Regions from separate parts of the Mus musculus genome. Here region 1 is linked to region 2. Evidence: chromatin contacts called from public promoter capture Hi-C data. All regions are on one chromosome and are shown on one strand. Each heading gives the region's core, a stretch centred on a gene start, on an enhancer-like site or on the middle of the called end of the contact. The rest is flanking DNA. Distances are from core to core; before and after follow the strand shown. Region 1 overlaps Iqck (IQ motif containing K). Region 2 overlaps Vps35l (VPS35 endosomal protein sorting factor like).

Region 1 (2,980 bases), core at 72-2,571, 130 kb after region 2:
TTGCTCCAAAGAACCTTTCTAAACAGGTCCACTTCCCCATATCCTTTCTTTCCCACTACCTCTGGTGGGTAGTGGGCTAAAAGGGAGATTAAAGCATTTAAGAACCATCATTAAAAATAGATTTTGAAAAAATTAAGGTTATGTTCTACAGCATGGTTCAAAAAGCCACCCCCACAACTTGTCTTATGACATGCCTCTTAGAGTTGGAACTGTTTCTTCTTCATAGCACAGGACATAAAGAAATATGTGGCTGCACTTGACCTTGGCCGCAGTACATGGTGGGGGAAATGACCCTGGCTGGCCAGGCCCTGTTCCCCAGCTTTGGATCGAGCATCTGCTAGGTTTTAGATGGTGCTTCGTTCATTCCTTTGTAAACTCCCTCTTGCTGTGGGATGGATTTAACTTGGCCATTGGTAGGAGTTTTAACCTGTCCAGTCCCTGGAGTCATTTCTACTTTGCTACAGCAATTTTACTGAGATGGAACTCACATGGCACACAACTCATTTAACCCCCTTTTTATTTGTTTTGTGTGTTGTTCCTAGGGCCCCACTAGACAGGAATGTCCCCAACAGCAAGGATGAGCTGGCTTTTGCTCCTTCCTTCTCCATTCCCACCTTCTCCCCTCCCATGGCTGATTGAAGCACTCTTCCACTGTGCTGTATCCTCATCCCCACCCCCTCTCTATTTCTTTTTCTTCTGTTATTTGAAAGTTCCTTCCTATATATAACGTGGAGTGCCCCCCATGCACATACACTATGCTTGGACCCATCAACCCCCAGCAAGGTGTCCATTCCTGTTTTAGTTTTCTACAGTGCAGTTCCAGCCATTGATCTCTCCTTTGATGACCCACAGTCTCTATAGTGGTAACAAGGGTCCCAGTCACTGAGTGCTTGTCCTGAAGCAAGCACACCACTTGCAGCACTTCAGCCTCCTCATCTTCACACACTCCTCTGAAGTAGACAGCTGATCACATCTTATGGATAAGGAAACTGAGTCACAGAGAGGCTAAATGTTATACCCAAAGCTGCAAAGCAAAAGGGTGACCCCAGAGTCCTCCCTGTCCCCCTCATATTGCTGCACTGTGTGGCTGTCACCTATGGAGTGGCAGTGCTTAGGGGACCTGAAGGTGTTTCGTAGAGCATCTGTCAGGATCCTGCCTCTGAGTCCATTGCCCAGGGCATAAAGCACATGGTCCTTTAGGCCTTAGAGAGCAACAGTGCCACCTGCCAAGCGGCTCCCTCCCACCCCCACCCTGTGAGTTTGTTGACTCACGGTATTCACCCTTACAATCTAAATTTAGAATCCAAACAGCTAAAGTGTCTACCAGTTTTCAGATCCGACTCTCATTAGTTTGAGCTTGAATGCATTTAAAGGCACAGAGCTAAGGAGCCTGGACGTTACAAAGCACAGACTGGTTTCCTTTTCCTATCCTTTAATACCTGCCCACTCACCAATCTGTGAGGTTTCACCACGAGAAGGGAGAAAAGCAAGGTATCAAAGGTCTTCAGCTCCTCCCTCCGCTTGCTCCTATTCCACAGGAAAGCTTGGCACAGCTTTGTGGGGCTCTGTGGGGCTCCATTCGAGGAGGCGGCTCTGGATGACACTCAGGGCCATGCAGTTTGTCCTGTTGTTACTGCAAGCATCGCATTCACCTCATTCCCTTTTACAACATTCAGAAATGTATCAGGAAGAGCGTCTGGTAATGGCAGAACTACAGGAGCCTCAAGAACGGCATCGGGAGTGAGGCCAGAGGTCATTGTAACTGCATCCTTGAGCCACACATGAACTTTCCTCATAGTTCAGCTTTTACCTATAAGTCCGGCTATAAATACAGGAGTTGATTTAATGTTCCCACAAATCCTCACTGGCTGTGTGATGGTAAACATGCTACTCAGCCTCTCTGACCTTTGGTTTCTTCATCTGAGCAATGGACATTATATCCCCACCCCCATTTTAGAGAGACTCAGATGAGATAATACCCATGTTTAAGCTTCTTTTCCTGATTCTGTGATATCTATATCTATAGATATAACAAAAACAAACAAACAAAAACCAACCAAGACAACTTACAGGAGAATGGGTTTTTGTTTTGACTCACCATTCCAGGTACAGTCCGTCATGAAGGAGAAGTCATGACCACAGGAGCCTGAGGGACCCTGTCTCATTGTATATTCAGCCAGGAAGCAGAGATCAATGGCTGTTTGGACTCAGCTCATTTTCTCCTTTTTGTACAGTCCAGGATCTCACCCACTGTGGGCAGATCTTCTTACCTCCATTAACCTAATAGAGGCATTGCCACACACGTATGCTCGCAGGCCCATCTCCCAGGTGATTGTAGATTTTATCATGTAGACAAAAGAAGCTGACCATTATGGCATGCAACCATTAGGAATGATGCTACCATAAGCCTCATTCACAAGATTCCTTGTAAGCATGCATTTCACTTCTCTTGGTTATATGTTTAAGAGTGGAATTGCTGGGCCATGTGCTAACTTTAGTGTGTGTGTGTGTGTGTGTGTGTGTGTGTGTGTGTGTGTCCCCAAGAACTCCCAGAGAGCTCTCCAATGTGGCTGAGAAAGGTCACATGCCCACCAACCATGCGGGAAGATGTTTCTACATGAACATGCCTGATATGATACATGTCACTCAGTATTATCTGTTAGATTAGTCATTGTAGTGGGTGTCAGATGGCATCTCATTTGTATTTTTTAGTGACTAATGCTGTTGGGGATCTTTTCTGAGCATGTTGGTCATTACTATGTCTACTCTGTAGAAATACCAGAGCTGAGCTTTTGTCCCTTTAAATGGGGTTCTTTGTATTAATTAGGAAAAGTTTTGTGTGTGTGTGTGTGTGTGTGTATTGTGCATTCAAGTCCTTAATCAAATCCACAATTTCAGTTCTGTGGGATGTGTTTCCTCCCCTGCCCCTTTGCAGATCTAAATAGCCAGTCATTAGCAGTGCTGAGAGTTCCTGTTTTTT
Region 2 (3,084 bases), core at 151-2,650:
GAATTTAGAAGATAGGCCGAGTCCTTACTGTAGAGAGTGCCAGACTCCCAGCAAACAGCTCATGTTGTTCTCTCTGCATTACTAGGTTGCATAGGTTGTCTTCGTTTTATAGGTGAGAAGGAAGCTTGTGGTTTGCACATGACATCTGCTACGTGGCTTCGTCTTTCATGGAGGCTCGAAAGCACTGCTATTAAGAGCAGTCCCCTCATAACAACACATACTTTCCTTCCAAATCCGAAACGCATGTGGTACTAAATGCCTGTCATCATAGACTGCCTGTTTGATACACTTGTGAAAAACCCTCCATATGTGTGTTTATATGGTGTATGTGCGGTGCAAATGCATACATATCATGGTGTGTGGTGTGCATATGAGGTCAAAGGACATTTTTTTTTTTCAAGACAGGGTTTCTCTGTATAGCCCTGGCTGTCCTGGAACTCACTCTGTAGACCAGGCTGGCCTCGAACTCAGAAATCCGCCTGCCTCTGCCTCCCGAGTGCTGGGATTAAAGGTGTGCGCCACCATGCCCAGCTGACATTCTTGTTTTGAAGCAGGGTCTTTTGCCAACTACCATAGAAGCACTGGCTGGGCTATCCTGCTGGGCTTTGCACCGGGGCTAGAGAGATGACCTCAGGTCTTTAGACCTCATAAACCAGCACTTTATCTAAGGTTTCATTTCCCCAGGCCTGGGTGGCTGTTGTTGTTTGGGTTTTGTTTGGTTTGGTTTTTTTGGAGACTGTCACAGTAGCCTAGGCTGACCTCAAACTTGCTCTAAAGCCAAAGATGACCTTGAACTTCAGCTCCTTCCCTCCTTGTCTCCCAAGTGCTGAGGTTGAATATATGAGCTGCCATGCTTAATCCATAGTGCTTAGGGAAAGCTAGGCTTGCTACTCACAGACACAATGCACAGCCCTCTGGGTGCTTTGCAGGGAGGACACACAGTCCCTACACCTGCCCTGTCCCGCACGTAGGAGGTAACTTGGGAGCCAAGCAAGCTGGGCTCAGTGTAGAGCTCTGGACACTCTTGGGATGAGAGAGAGAGAGTGTAGATTGACACCCTTTGGAACGTTGGTTCGGTGATGATGAAAATTGGAAATAATTTGTATGTCTCCAGCGGACCTCCACATTAAATATTGATGTCCAACTCGAACGGAAAGGGCATGTAGCCGAATCCGTGTGGCGAAGACAAGGTTGTATTAAGCTGTCAGTGGTAACAATTAAGCCATAATGAATATGCCACTTAAATGTCTCTAGGCATCTGTACTTGTGTAAAGCTTGCTCCGTTTTGGCATCATTGAAACAGTGGCCCTCGTGTCGCTTTAAGAGCAGAGTCTGTTGCAGACGCGCAGGTGGCCAGTAACAGGATTAAACCTCAGTGGCCGGCTGGCCCCTGGACCCTGTGGCCTTGCCAAAGGCATCTTCATGTTGTGGTTGCAACACATCTAGTTTTCAGGACCTGGTGTGTGCTCCTGTGAGTGTGAGTGTGTGTGTGTGTACATGCTTGTGTCTGTGAGTGTGTAAATGCACCTATGTGTACTCTTGCATGTACAATCCTAGGTCAGTAACAGGTTTTGTTCCTCCAGAGCCATTTACCTTACTTTTTGAGGCCTGGAATTCATTGATTCTGCTACAGTGGCTGCAGTGAGCCCTTTAAGGGTGGGGGACCTGTGTCCTATATCAGATATCCTGCATATCAGATATTTACATTACAATAAATAACAGTAGCAAAATTACACTTATGAAGTAGCAATACACTTTTTTTTTCCAAGACATGGTTTCTCTGTATAGGTAGCCTTGGCTGTGCTAAAACTTGCATCCCCAGCAGGTGGAGGCTGAGACAGGAGGATGGCTTTTTTTTTTTTTTTTTTTTTGGTTTTTCGAGACAGGGTTTCTCTGTGTAGTCCTGGCTGTCCTGGAACTCACTCTGTAGACCAGGCTGGCTTCAAACTCAGAAATCTGCCTGCCTCTGCCTTCCAAGTGCTGGGATTAAAGACATGTGCCACCACTGCCCGGCTGGATGGTTTTATTTTAACCTAGGAGTTTCGATCCAGTTCAATCTGGTCAACATAGTGAAGACTCCCATCTGTTAAACATTTTAAAAGTTACAGTTTTGTGTTTTGTTGTTGCTGCTGTTGTTTTGTTGTTTAAACAGGAAATTGGATGTTGACAGGGTCATTTCAGCTCTAGACTGAAGAAAACCTGTTTTCACTTGCAGACATTTTTTTTTTAACTGAGTTTTGTTTGGGGAAGTCTCCAGACATTTTCTGTATGGGGTGCGGTGCGCCTTCTGGGAATGGAATAAGAATTTGCCTTGGAACTTTTGTGCCTAGCCCTTAAATAACCGAGTTCCTCCTTTAGATAGGAACTGGGTGTGGTGAGTGAGAGGAGCCAAGGACAAAGCTGCTGCCACTTTAATGGGTAATAATAGACATTGTGTGGGCCACTCAGCAGCACACACATACACAGGAAGATAGTAACGACCATGTGGGGCAGTTTCAGGTCCCCCTGCGGAGTGCTCTGCTCTGGAGCTTCAGAAAGTTTTCCAGGGCAGCAGAGTCACCGGGCGTGAACTTCTCTGCAGGAGACAGACAGACATGGTAGAGTCCTGGCACCTGCCTCTGCTGGGAGGTCTGGGAAGCCCGGGAATGTCAGGTGTAGTTTTGGTTCTTTTGTCTTTTTTATTGTAGTCAAGTATACATAACATACAACATAATTGAAACTAATTGGGCTAGATTTCTTATATATTTAGATTTTTCTTTATTTTTGATAATTCCGTGCCCCTATTTTCCCCTCTGACCCGATCCTCCTTCCAAGTTTTAAGTCTGTTTGATTTGTGTTTTGGTGACCACTGAGTTGAGGTAGAATTACCCATATGTACATGGACGTGGACGCTCACTGGAGCATGGGGAAGCTCTCCTCGCAGCTATCAGATGCCAGTAGCGTCTCAGTGAGGCTCAGGGCATGGAGGTTCTATGCTGGGCTCTTGGCTCCCTGTCTTATGAAGGTCTCAGGCAGATAGCACAGCTGCTGTGAGTTTCAGTGTGACGGACGGCCACATCTTGTCCAGAAAACAGCATCTCCCAG

The links. Capture Hi-C pulls out chosen DNA fragments and counts their contacts.
Region 1: a promoter capture Hi-C map of pancreatic islet shows a contact between it and region 2. The contact joins two enhancer-like sites. A contact is called at or near these places in 3 of 39 promoter capture datasets (embryonic stem cells, frontonasal cranial neural crest and neural stem cells) and 3 of 9 other capture datasets (adipose tissue, liver and pancreatic islet).

What each region holds. Positions count from the first base shown.
Region 1 is chr7:118,952,585-118,955,564 of GRCm38.p6, forward strand. All of the region lies in intron 8 of Iqck (IQ motif containing K), which reads left to right. Among named protein-coding and RNA genes, the nearest start is that of Gm39076, 31 kb to the right of the region's middle. Within about 2 kb of position 1,322, at least 14 of the 459 cell types and tissues checked have an H3K27ac peak or open chromatin away from gene starts, as enhancers often do. A contact at or near this core is called in pancreatic islet, where this site is marked.
Region 2 is chr7:118,819,126-118,822,209 of GRCm38.p6, forward strand. All of the region lies in intron 26 of Vps35l (VPS35 endosomal protein sorting factor like), which reads left to right. Among named protein-coding and RNA genes, the nearest start is that of Gm26147, 12 kb to the right of the region's middle. Within about 2 kb of position 1,401, at least 26 of the 459 cell types and tissues checked have an H3K27ac peak or open chromatin away from gene starts, as enhancers often do. A contact at or near this core is called in pancreatic islet, where this site is marked.